Regions from separate parts of the Mus musculus genome. Here region 1 is linked to region 2. The links are chromatin contacts, called in public promoter capture Hi-C maps. All regions are on one chromosome and are shown on one strand. Each heading gives the region's core, a stretch centred on a gene start, on an enhancer-like site or on the middle of the called end of the contact. The rest is flanking DNA. Distances are from core to core; before and after follow the strand shown.

The links. Capture Hi-C pulls out chosen DNA fragments and counts their contacts.
Region 1: a contact with region 2 is called in a promoter capture Hi-C map of adipose tissue. The contact joins two enhancer-like sites. A contact is called at or near these places in 1 of 39 promoter capture datasets (macrophages), 2 of 484 Hi-C or Micro-C datasets (both in embryonic stem cells) and 2 of 9 other capture datasets (adipose tissue and liver).

What each region holds. Positions count from the first base shown.
Region 1 is chr1:33,998,268-34,005,023 of GRCm38.p6, reverse strand. The region is part of intron 3 of Dst (dystonin); the gene reads right to left. Among named protein-coding and RNA genes, the nearest start is that of Dst, 93 kb to the right of the region's middle. Within about 2 kb of position 2,498, at least 1 of the 459 cell types and tissues checked has an H3K27ac peak or open chromatin away from gene starts, as enhancers often do. A contact at or near this core is called in adipose tissue, where this site is marked.
Region 2 is chr1:33,880,500-33,886,357 of GRCm38.p6, reverse strand. It overlaps Bend6 (BEN domain containing 6), which reads left to right. Exons shown (of 7, transcript NM_177235.3): 2 at 2,710-2,917. The coding sequence starts at 2,798. Among named protein-coding and RNA genes, the nearest start is that of Gm38471, 8.7 kb to the right of the region's middle. Within about 2 kb of position 2,752, at least 147 of the 459 cell types and tissues checked have an H3K27ac peak or open chromatin away from gene starts, as enhancers often do. A contact at or near this core is called in adipose tissue, where this site is marked.

The DNA of each region.
Region 1 (6,756 bases), core at 1,249-3,748, 120 kb before region 2:
ACAAGCTCCAATTTGAAGTAATAACAGTGAGCTACTCACACTGGTACCTGCAGCACCAACAGGCTGTGTGTGCAACTCCCACAGGACTCACATGCGGCTTGTCAGACAGACTGTCACCAGTCAGGACCACTGATTTTGCCACTGTCCATTTAAACCGTGGCTGTTCTACCGTCAAAGCTACTATGGTAAAAATTCATATATCCCTCCAAATGAGGCATGTTAAGATTTAAATCATGCTGGCTTTCCTAGTAATAATAGCACCTTAAGCAAATCTGACAAAAGTAAATGAATAAACTTGGATTTCTATATTCTAGCTTCAGTCCATCCTGAGGTGTGTGTGACATTAGCTGTTATGAACTTAATTTATTTTCCCGAGCTTTTGTGAAACTTCAACTTGAGTTCAACTTGAGTTCTCTAAGGTTCGTCATTTGCGGAATCTGAAGGGAAGGAAGGGTGGCATTTTAAAGACGTTTAAGGGCTACTGGGTTTCTTTGGTTGCCTTGGGTTCCTCAAAATGGCTTCCTATTTGTCCTTATTTAAGGTCCTTACTTCATCTCTGAGATTGTATTTCTATACTATTTTAGAGAGACAGTAATTTGTTAATGTTTATGGAGGTGGGGGGAGAGAATAACTGCTCTTTTCCAAAAATCACTGGCTATTGATTTTTGCAGAGTAAATTTTCTAATGGCCAGAGTCTCAGCTGACTGAAGAACAAAATGTGATTTATGCCATGCCAGCACCACTATTAATCACCCCACAGCCAGATGGGACAGTTACTACCCTGGACCCCAGGGTGTTGACTGGCACAGCCTCTAATCTGGTCATGTCATTGATAACCAGATAAGAGAGAACAGTAAGAAACATACTCAGGGCCACATCTTTCAACAATTTACTCCAGGAATATAGGGGCCACACACATTTATATCAGACACATTATATGAAATAATGTCCCTTCTTGTCTACGGGGTTCAAGCCTTTTAACAATTACAGTATTTCACTTTTTTTTCCCAAAAATGCACGCGCTCTTGTGCACATACACACACACACACAAATCACTTTTAGGACTGGAAGTACTCTACAAAATTAAAGCCTATTTGAAAGCTTAAAATTGATAATATATTTAAATGAAGCTACTTCAAAGTGGAGAGTTCATATAAACTATTATATTCCTTATTGATCTGTAATGACTTGCCAAATCTTGCTACTATCTTAGGGCTGGAGAGAACAGTATGGTGTTTTATTTAATTGGAGACAATAAACAACTCCCTGGCCCAAACACTGCAGCCTGACCTTTGATGAGGGGCTTAAGTTAGTGGGACAAAGGAAAAGGAGTCCCTTACGCAACAAAAGCCGCTATTTCTAATTCTACTGGTGCTTAAAGACCGATTCCTATCAAAATACAAATGTTCATCCATAGGGAATTAGTTAAATATACTGTATCGATAGCACAGGTTACCCTGCAGAAATTAAACAAACATGTTGATCTACATTTAACAAAAGAGGAAATAATATATGACAGCTTTAAAAAATCCATACACACATATGTACCCCCCTTACGTGTTTAAATATGGATATATTACTGTTTAGTAGTGGTTAGCTCTGGGCAGTGACAAAGATTAACAAGTTTTGTTTGTTTCTGACAGTTTTTAAACTCAAACAAACAAAAGAAATCACCAAAAGGAAATGCCCAGAGAAAACATCGGATATGAAAACTAGCGTTTTGCTTTGGGAGCTCAGGAGGTCCTCAGAAAGTGAACGGAGCCCCTGTAGCCTCTTCCCAGAGCAAAGCAAACAAACAATTATGCACAAACTACATTAGCAGATGTATGGGAGTCTCTGGCCTCCTGACCCCGGGGCTAGGACTCCAATTCACACCACTCTCTGTCATCTCCACCTGCTGATAACAAGGAAACAGAGGAAGAAACTGGTTCTCCAGAAAGGGAAAGGCTCACTGGGATCGTGAAGGCAGGGCTGGCGTTTCGTCTCATAAGCTGGTGGGTTCTGTCTGTACGCACTTGAATCTCGGTAACCAAAGAAGCAAAAACTCTAGGCTTCAATAAACCAAACAACCCTGCACCAGGTCTTCCACAACCTTGGCTATTAAACTAACAATCAAATTAGGCCACTAAAAGATTCACTCTAGGGCTGGTGAGATGGCTCAGTGGGTAAGAGCACCCGACTGCTCTTCCAAAGGTCCAGAGTTCAAATCCCAACAACCACATGGTGGCTCACAACCATCCGTAATGAGATCTGATGCCCTCTTCTGGTGCGTCTGAAGACAGCTACAGTGTACTTACATATAATAAATAAATAAATCTTTAAAAAAAAAAAAAAGATTCACTCTAACTTTTCTATGCTACAAAAGCAACCGAAATTCCCTAATGCCAGGATAATTAGATAATGTGACAGTTTTGAATAACTTCCTAACTGACATCCCAGGACAGACTCTGCGACATCAGCAGCAGGACTGTGTAGCTGGCTGCGGCTGGGTCTACACAGCCTGGTCTGTGAGCTACTGCCAGGAAATGGTCTTGGCCCTGGGTACTCTCCAAAGGCAGTGGGAAACAAGGCCAAAGGGGAGGATTTTGCTAAAGATCGGGACATTCAGAGTTGGAGAATACATTCTGCCCCACCAACTCAGCATCTACCCACATCTTGTCTTTAAATAATAATAATGATAATAAATTTACACAAATCTTGATTATACAGATGTTAGTCCTAGATTCTGCAAAACAATCCATAGTGTGAAATAGGTACTTCCCAAAAAGAAAGTACTCTCTTGGGATGTGAACAGAAAAAGGAGCCACCAAAAATGTCCCTATGTGTGCATGTGTGCATGTGTGCAGGTGTGTGTGTGTGTGTGTGTGTGAGAGAGAGAGAGAGAGAGAGAGAGAGAGAGATGAACCTTGATAGAACTCTACATTCTTTTAACTTAAAAAAAAAAAAGCTAAAAGCTCATCCTAGGGAAAATTGAGAATCTCTAAACCCAAGTCAAGATGGTTTATCAGGTATATTAGGACTATTAAGTTTCTAAGGTGTGGCGATGATCTGGTGGTTGTAGGAAAGGTAGCCCAGTCCTTAGGAGATGCAGACTGAGGAAACTTGGCATCTGTAATTACTTTTAATTGCATTAAACAGAACTAGTCAGTGTGCTGATCTAGGGAACCAGAAGTAGTCTCTGGACCACTCTTGCTTCGGGGGAAAGGGTCCCAAACTTTCAGTTGCTTTTGTGGTCAGGAGATTGGGGATCGAGCCCAGAGACTGAGCAGTATCCTGGCGTCACCACGGTGCTTCACCCTCAAACCTTGGTTGGTTGGTTGGTTTTTGAAATCGGGCTTCACTGCCGAGCTTGGATTAGCCTTGACCACAGTTGTCCAGGGTGCCTTCCAAATCCACCAACACCCTGCATCAGACTCCCAAACGCTGGGATTTCAGGAGTGTGATCCCACATCCTCCTTCCCTTTTTCACAAGTATCAAAGCTTCCTCTTGTTTTTCGGCTTAGAAGTAACACCCGGTTCCCAGAGGCTGCATTTTGATTATCTGTCCAATCACTGTTGAACACTTGGTTGATTCCCACATCTTAACTGGTACATATCGTGAGCAAGGGATTGCAAAATTAACTGAAGTTCCCATCAGAGGCACGGTTTCAAATTCGAAATCGTCTTAGCTGGGATTAAGATAGGCTTTCTTCCAGCTTAGCCAGCATATGCCACCTAGATGCTTCATTTAATGGGTGACTGTAATCGGGGACTAGAACAAGCATTTCACTTGCTAGCCAAGCATCTGAAACGACAATCCAAACAGAAAGATGCTTAGGGGAGGTGGAAGACTTATCCACATCCACTGTCTTACGAGGCGAAGCCAGAGACCTCTATTTTGGTCCTTTCAACAGCAAAGCCTGTGTTCTTGACCACAGTGTATTCATGCACAAGGTAAAACTGAAAATCCTTATGAAGGTTTATATATGCTCAGCCCAGGGAGTGGCACTATTAAGAGGTGTGACCTGATTGGTGTAGGTGTGTCAATGGGTGTAGACATTAATACCTCATCCTAGCTCATCCTAGCTGCCTGAAAGCCAGTATTCTGTTAGCAACCTTCAGATGAAGATATAGAACTCTCAGCTCCTCCTGCATCATGCCTGCCTGGATGCTGCCATGTCCCCACCTTGATGATAATGGACTGAACCTGTGAACTTGTAAGCCAGCCCCAATTAAATGTTGTCCATATAAGAGTTGCCTTGGTCATGGTGTCTGTTCACAGCAGTAAAACCCTAAGACAATCCTCAAAACTCTCAAAGATCTTACCATGTATTTGCAGGGCATGAAAGAATTAGGTTTGTTTTAGATTTAGTACTGGACCAAAATCATGGACACGTCCGCAGCAAGGAGCATGATTTCACAGTAAAGAAAACCCATGCAAAAAATACATTAAAGTTGACTCTTGCACAGCATGGGTCTGGATTCAGCAAATGCACCTTTACACACATTTGTTTTAGATTTGTGACAATTTGGAATTGCTAAAAGATTAATTACCTAGAAACCTCGAAAATTAAGATGTAGGCTTGGTAGGGCTCAGTAGTGGGACCCTTCATATAAATATGGAGTACCCGACAGAACTCATGACAAGACTTGTCTCAAAACACAAACAATTAAACAAGACCAGAGAAACAGCTAAAGAATGAAGCTAACCAGAAGGATGGAGCAGGGGGATCTCCAATTTGAGGTCATGCTGAACTACACAGCAAGAATTACCTCAGAAGACAAAAGTGTGGAAATATAGACATCAAAGACTAGTTTGTATATAAGTATCTACAAACAGATATTTCACTTGAAGGATGTTTTCAATAATTTCCAAATAGAAAAACAAACCCATGTCTGAAAATAGCTCCACAAAACCAAAGCATATCAGGACCACAGACTAAAATACCGGGACATTCCATAACTAGACAATGCTTGTTTGTTTGTTTGTTTGTTTGATTGCTTGTTTGTTGTTTTTGTGTGTGTTGCTGTTGTTGTTTAGTTTTTTTCATTTATTTGCTTGCTTTTGTTCTGAGACAGGGATTCTCGGTATAGCCTTGGTTGTCCTGGAACTCACTCTGTAGACCAGGCTGGCCTCGAACTCACAGAGATCCACCTGCCTCTGCCTCCCTAGTGCTGGGATTAAAGGCATATACCACTACCACCCAGCAAACTAGACAATACTTAATCTTACATTTTATGGTGATGTTTATTTATGTCATCCAGTTAAATGTGTCTTAACTATCTATAGGCTCCTTCCTTGAAGGACTCTGAAATCTGCTGCCAAGAACAAAGGGATAAAATAACTGACTTAAGAGTGTCTATCCTTAGAAATGTAGCTTAAAACGTATCTTCTGGGAATACTATAGAACACTCATAAAAGTTAAATCAATTACAAGAAAATGGTGGAGTCTGGCCCACCGAACTGCCACATGGCACACCTCTGGGAGAATGCCACCCAGAGGTGTGCCAAGGGCTGGCAGAAGTTGGTATCAGTGAGCCCACTGAGGTCGGCCAGCCAGTTTTCAAAGAAGAATTAAAACAAACATTTAACACTAGAGAGACTTCATGTGAAACTTCAGGTGTGGAACTCGTGCATCCTGACACAGTCTTCACCTGGCAATGTTCCTTTTCTTTTGATACCTGGGTGTGAGACACACACCCTCTCATTGATTGATTGATGAGATGCCACTGTATTCAGATAGTATTGGAAAGATAAAGGATGGGAGGAGAGAGGGACTATGCTAACTGACAGAATGGAAGTGAAAGTGTTTTTAAGAAGAGAACTATAGAGCACAAAACAAGAGAAACAGGAGGCAGCTATCAGGTCCTGTAGTTAAATGGATATCCCACAAACACCAGGTGAGTCAAGTTTCTCTAAGTGCAGAGTTACTCTCCTTTATTACAGTGTCTTTAATTCCCAGAAAATGTTAGAGAGCTGTATGACACTACAGGCTGGCTCAAGGTTTCCAGGAATCTCACTAGACACCCACTGGCTTCCTGCTGGCTTGATTTTACCTGCATTTACCCACCTACTCAATGTCATAAGAGAGACCTTGATTCTAAGTACTTCAGAACCAGGTGTGCTATGGTTCCTGTTAGAAAGAAGATCTGGGTTACAGCCACATCTTGTATAAACCCTGAGACATAAAAACAGACCCTTTGCAGACAGCATGCTCCATCTACCATCTATGTTGTCTTGTAGAAATCTGAAATTGCATATGGTTTGGCAGAGTGTATATTGGATATCAGCCATGTGACCTTGAGAAAATTGCCTGGCTCCTGGGGGCTTCTGTTAGTTCCTGTGAGAAACAGGAAACATAGCAGTGCTAATGTGTACAGCTGTATTGGTGGAAAAAAATAAGCATTTGTGATATTTTAGATATTAGGTGATGTCACCCCCTTTTGCTTATTTGATCCAAGGACAGAAGACTAACTACAGGGAAACAGTGAGATTGTATGACAGCCAGCTCGGAACAGCCCTAAAGAGACAAAGTCCGCCTGATTCTCTTCTCTGTCCTTTCTGAACTTTGTAAGCAGTGTTCTGGTACTCGGTGGTACCCTCATGTCTTTCCACCACATCCCTTTAAAAAAAAAAAAAATTCACTGTTTTCATTACAAAACAACAGCCAGAGATGAAAAGCACCAACATTTTTTAAAACATTAGGTGCTCAATTGTTCCCAGCTGACACTAAGGAAAGTTGTGCCTTTAACAGTCCTTAAGGTTCCATTTTCATT
Region 2 (5,858 bases), core at 1,503-4,002:
TAGGGACTTCATCACAAAGGGATGCTGGGTTTTATTCCACTTCTGTTGAGATGATCAGGTGCTTTCTGTCCTGAGTCCAGTTATATATTAATTTAAGGTTATTGATATACATACATGGAACCATCCCTTACAGTTCTGGGATGTTGTAGACATCATGATGGAAGGTCGTGATGTATTCTTCAATTCAGTTGCAAGTATTTTTGTTGACAGTTTTTGTCCTCTGTCCATTAGAAAGATTGTTTTATAATTTTCTTTTTTGTGGTTTCTATATCTGGTTTAGCTGGCTTCACCAAGAGAGTCTGGAAGTACTCTTTCTTTTGCCCCATGTCAAAATCTGTTCTACTAGCCCATGGAAGAACTTCTCCCTAACTTGTTCTCAGTTTACGTTTTCATTAGATTGTAGGTTGGTATCAACATATCCCAGTTTCTATCAGTGTGAAAGATATCACGAAAGAAGAAATACGTAAATATAAACTTTCCTTACGGGCTTGCACAGAAGGTGAGTATTTGCATTTGGTGGCTCACACTGAAAAGCCAGCACTTAGGAGGCTGGGCGTTAGAACACTGGACAGGTAAGACCAGAGAAGAACTTCCTTGTGCTGTATTATTAATATTGCAAAAATGGCTGTCTACCAACAGTAACCCACAGAGACAATGCAGTCCTCATCAAAATTCAAACAAGGAACCAAACAGACTCATCAATAATGGGGGAAGTAAAACGAACAGATGTGCCATTAAACACATGGAAAATGTTAAATCTCACCAGCCATCAGAGAAATGCAAATTAAAGCTGCAAAGAAAATTCATCTCAACTCAGTTTGAATGTCAGCCATTAAGAAACCAAAAAATCGGGCTGGTGAGATGGCTCAGTGGGTAAGAGCACCCGAATGCTCTTCCGAAAGTCCGAAGTTCAAATCCCAGCAACCACATGGTGGCTCACAACCACCCGTAATGAGATCTGATGCCCTCTTCTGGAGTGTCTGAAGACAGCTACAGTGTACTTACATATAATAAATAAATAAATCTAAAAAAAAAAAAGAAATCAAAAAATCAATGAGCCTGGAAACGTGTTCAATCCCTTGAACCCAGCAACTGTGGCATGTGTGCCCCTGAACACACACACACACACACACACACACACACGTAAAAAACACACATAACATTAGAAATTATTTTTATGTGAGCAAACATTCAATTTGAACCCCAGCTAACCAAAATGCTATCCAGTTTGGTTTTTTTTTCTTTTTGTATGTTTATGTTTTATTTTATTTCAGAATTTAGAAAATACATTTCACGGTGTCACCCAGGTTCGCCTTGAACATGAAACCCTCTGCCTTCATCTTTGAAGTGCTAGGCTTGCAGGTGTGTACCCTATGCCCAACTATAATGTTATCTTGAAAACTTCACTCATCACATTAGTAAATATAGCTTTCAAAACGATGCTGGACTCCAGTGTTTTATTATAAACTTTGTGAATAAAAATTTTTGAGTAGTGCATTTGCTAATACATTTATAGTAATTTGATAAGAAGCAAAATATTACCGGGTGCTCAATATTCTATATATTTCATGAAGACTCATATGCTCAATCTGACTCTGGTTTTATTACGTATAATTAAATGCTTATGAAAACAAACCAATTGAAGCAAATACTCTGAAGATTAAATAAGACCTAATGTGCATCACCAGCTATACATAACCAAGGTTAAATGTTGTCATTACAACCCTACTGATAGACTCAACTAGTTTGGGACAAGGGGAACCTCTTATCATAAGATTGCAGAGTTTTCAGAAAGAAAAACACCTTTTAAAGCAAAACTCGGGTCTAAGCAACTCTTATTGGTCTCTTGGGAATATGTTTACCCTCCATCCTGATGTTGTCAACTATTATTAATACATTTTCCTAGAAGTGCATAATTTCAGTTCTGTGTGATGATGTTTACATACACCTAGAATTTTTAAAACCTGTAGATTCTTCATGGCTACTTGACAAGAAGGGCAGATGGAAAGTGTTCTTACACTGTTTGAAGTTTTTAAAGCCAACTAGCCGCACCTGACCACATGAGCAGCTTGAGGGCGGTAACAAAGCTGAATGGGTTCTTTTGTTTCTTAAAGTATGACCTGCTACTGTGTATCAATCCCCTGCCTTGCAATAGATTTTTTTTTCCTTTTAAGATTTATTTATTTATTTATTTATTTAGGGCTGGGGAGATGGCTCTGAGGTTAGGAGCACTGACTGCTCTTCTAGAGGTCCTGAGTTCAATTCCCAGCAACCACATGGTGGCTCACAACCATCTGTAATGGGATCTGATGCCCTCTTCTGGTGTGCCTAAAGACAGCTACAGTGTACTTACATATATAAAATAAATAAAATCTTTAAAACAAAAAAGACTTATTTATTTTATGTATGTGAGTATACCATAGCCGTCGTAAGACACATCTGTGAGGACTTCAGATCCCAGGCTGTGAGCCGCCATGTGGTTGCTGGGAATTGAACTCAGGACCTCTGGAAGAGCAGTCAGTGCTCTTAACCACTGAGCCACGTCTCCAGCACCAAGCTGGATTTTTTTGAGTCAAGTAAACATGTGCGGGAAGTTGGCCAGTAAGAAAGACAACAACATGGCCCCTTCCACATGGCACCTTCCGTGAAAGGCGCTCACCTGAGCCGGCAGCAGGCTGAGGCCCCCTGTGTTTTGTTTTTGTTTTTAAGAAGCGAGAACCGCATGCAGAACAGCGGCACCTACATGGGCGTTTCTGCCATCGCCGTTCCGGAAAGCCTGGGCTGACTAATTGAGAAAATGCAGAAGATCTTGCAGACAGATGACATCACCGACAACCAAGTTCTTAGAAAAAGAAAGAGGAAACGGACAGAGACAGCAAACTCAGAAAATGCGAATAGTGCTCTGGAGAAAGCACAGGTCGGTGTTCTGTTGATTTAATCTTCTCATCTACCTCAGCTGCCTCTGCAATTCTCAGCCTTGTTCCTCGTTGTTTCTTGGCACTTTCCCCCATCTTCTGTAATTTGTCCTTTTTAACTCTTTATCCAACCAAGGGAATATAGTTTCTGTTCTCTTTTTAAGGTTAAGTTAGAAACACAGACAGTAGACAGTTTTCCTACTTCATTTCAGCCAGCACCAGATATAACATTGTTCAAAGTTTGTTTTCTGATCTAAACAAAAGATCATCAAACTGTCTGAAAATGGTTTTCCTCCCAAAATATTTTATGGAAATTGGTGCGTTTCTTCAGTAAGACTTACTCTTTGCTCTTCTGTTTAGAACTCAGCTCACAGCTGTTCCTCACTACCCCATTGCCCTCCTTTCCTTTGAACAACTTACCGACATGTTCATCCTGTATTTTTATTTGAATGTCTTTATACAGTCCCACATTTTATACATGTTTTATACATTTTTACGTGTTTTATAATGCATGTAGCATGCTGTATTCACATGTCCTTAAACAGTACCATCTCCCTCATATCCCCACCTCTGACCCACTTTATAAAACACTGTAAAAGACTACATATATATCATTTAGTAGCACATGAAAATCATAATAGAAATCTTAATTTGTTCCTGATTTTTTCAAAAAGCATTGCACTCTCCAAAATTATCCACAAGACTTGATATTATGAGGTGCATATAAATTGTTAAACATGTTCTCTAGAGAAACAAATCAACATTGCCATCAGCTTATAGAGGAATCCACTTTTGGTTATTTTTCGGGCTAGAACAACTAAAATTCATTAATGTAATATAACTATACCCCACAGGTTATATCTGTATGAAATACATAGGAGGATGACTTGTGGTTTCGAAATTGCTTGTTTGTTTCTATTCATTTGACTAGACATTATAAGATGGCATGGATTAAACGCATTAGTGATTAACTCCAACTCACCAGTAATTTCCCTTCGAGACATTAGCCAAGAGAGTCCAATGTGAACTCTCTACTTCATGCTCCTTGGGTCTCCTGACTGTATGTTTGTATGAGAGTCTGTGTCAGCCTGAAGGTGATCTTGTGAATCTGTCCCTGTGTCTGTCCTTCTGTGTCTGTCTGTTATATCTTTGGGTGTCTGTCTTTTCTGCATGTGACTAACGGTGTTTATGTATGTCTGGTGTGTAGCTGTGAGTGGACTCTGCCCCTGACAAAGGGCTTGCTCTGTATTTATTGACCAGCACAGAAAGCATCACACAAGAAGACATGGGATACTTTACAGAAATCTTTAACAGAGTTTTATAAGGGATTAAGTCACTGGCTCCAATTGATCCCAACTGACCCAGACAAAAAACAGTTCTGCAAATGTCATTGTTTATCAACCAGTATCCATAAATAGGTGCTTTTGACTTTTCTGGTAGCTTTTAACCTCTGTATCGGCTGCCTTTAGCAAGTGATAGACATGCATCACCTTGGGTCAGAGGCATGGCAGAGCACACCATTTAAGATAATAGCTACTCATTAGCTTAGGTGGTAAAGGCATATTACATGGGAAATCCAAGACAAGTGAGGTCGACTAGTTTTTGTTGTTGTTTTTGTTTTTGTTTTTCAAGACAGGGTTTCTCTGTATAGCCCTGTCTGTCCTGGAACTCACTCTGTAGACCAGGGTGGCCTCGAACTCAGAAATCTGCCTGCCTCTGCCTTTCGAGTGCTGGGATTAAAGGCATGCGCCACCACCGGAGGCACGGCTTTTGTTTGGTTGGTTGGGTGGTTTGTTTATTTTAAACTGAGCAGACAGTAGGCTAGCAATCTTAAGTGAGTCCAAATGTATTATTAACTCTGGCTGTGAGGTCCAGCAAAAGTTCCAGTCTTGGAGCATGGCAAGGATATTTCCCAACATTTCATTGACACATAAGATGACTTTCTGAAGGTCCCCACAGTCAGCATGCTCACAAGCAGCACGCAGGCCTTTTTGCATGTATACTTTCTTATTAATAGTGAGTATTAATATCCATATTTCTGGCTTTCGTTGAATGTCTTATTGCAGCTTGCTAGTGTGGGCTTGAAGTTGCTCAGGGATAAACAAAGCTCGTGTTCCCGAGTCCAGTGGTGCTTTCTCTGTCCATTTGCTGTCCTTAAAATCTTCATAGCCGGGGCTGGAGAGATGGCTCAGTGGTTAAGAGCACTGACTGCTCTTCCAGAGGTCCTGAGTTCAATTCCTAGTAACCACACGGTAGCTCACAACCATCTGCAATAGCACCTGATGCCCTCTTCTGTTGTGTCTGAAGAGAGTGACAGTGTGCTCATATACATAAAATAAATAAATCTTTAAAAAAAAACTTAATAGCTTTCCAAACTACATAATTCTGCTGGTTTCTATTGCAAATTCAGTCCAGCCAGAAATTTTATTTGCCAAAGATCCTGGGCCTGAGAGTCCTCTTCTTTTATTATCAAATCTGTGTTCAGCTTCTTTTCTCTCCATTTTATAGCAGTTACCTAAAGGCCTTCAAATACTTGAAGGTTCCCCTTGACTCCCAGCATCTCATTGGATGGGACCATTTTGAGAGATCACACAGGGAGCTCTTGAGAAAACCAAGGTGACAGAAACCTGCTGACCTAGGGAAGTAATTGTGGAATGTTTCTCAAATCTTGAAGATTAACATTACGGAGCTCGGTTGATTTAAATCGCACCCTGCACTCAGTGCTTTCCTATGTCTTCTTGCAAACTGCTATTACTGACAAAGCTAGAACTCACCAAAATTCTCTGTCCAGCATCCTTGGTGTGTGGTCTGCCTGCATAACCATTCTAGGTGACAATCTTACCAAATGTCTCACTACAAGTGAACACAAGTCAGAGGCTTTCCCCCATGCCACCCTGTGCCTTTTGAGCCCATACCTGGCCTCTGAGAGGTATCCCTGCTTCT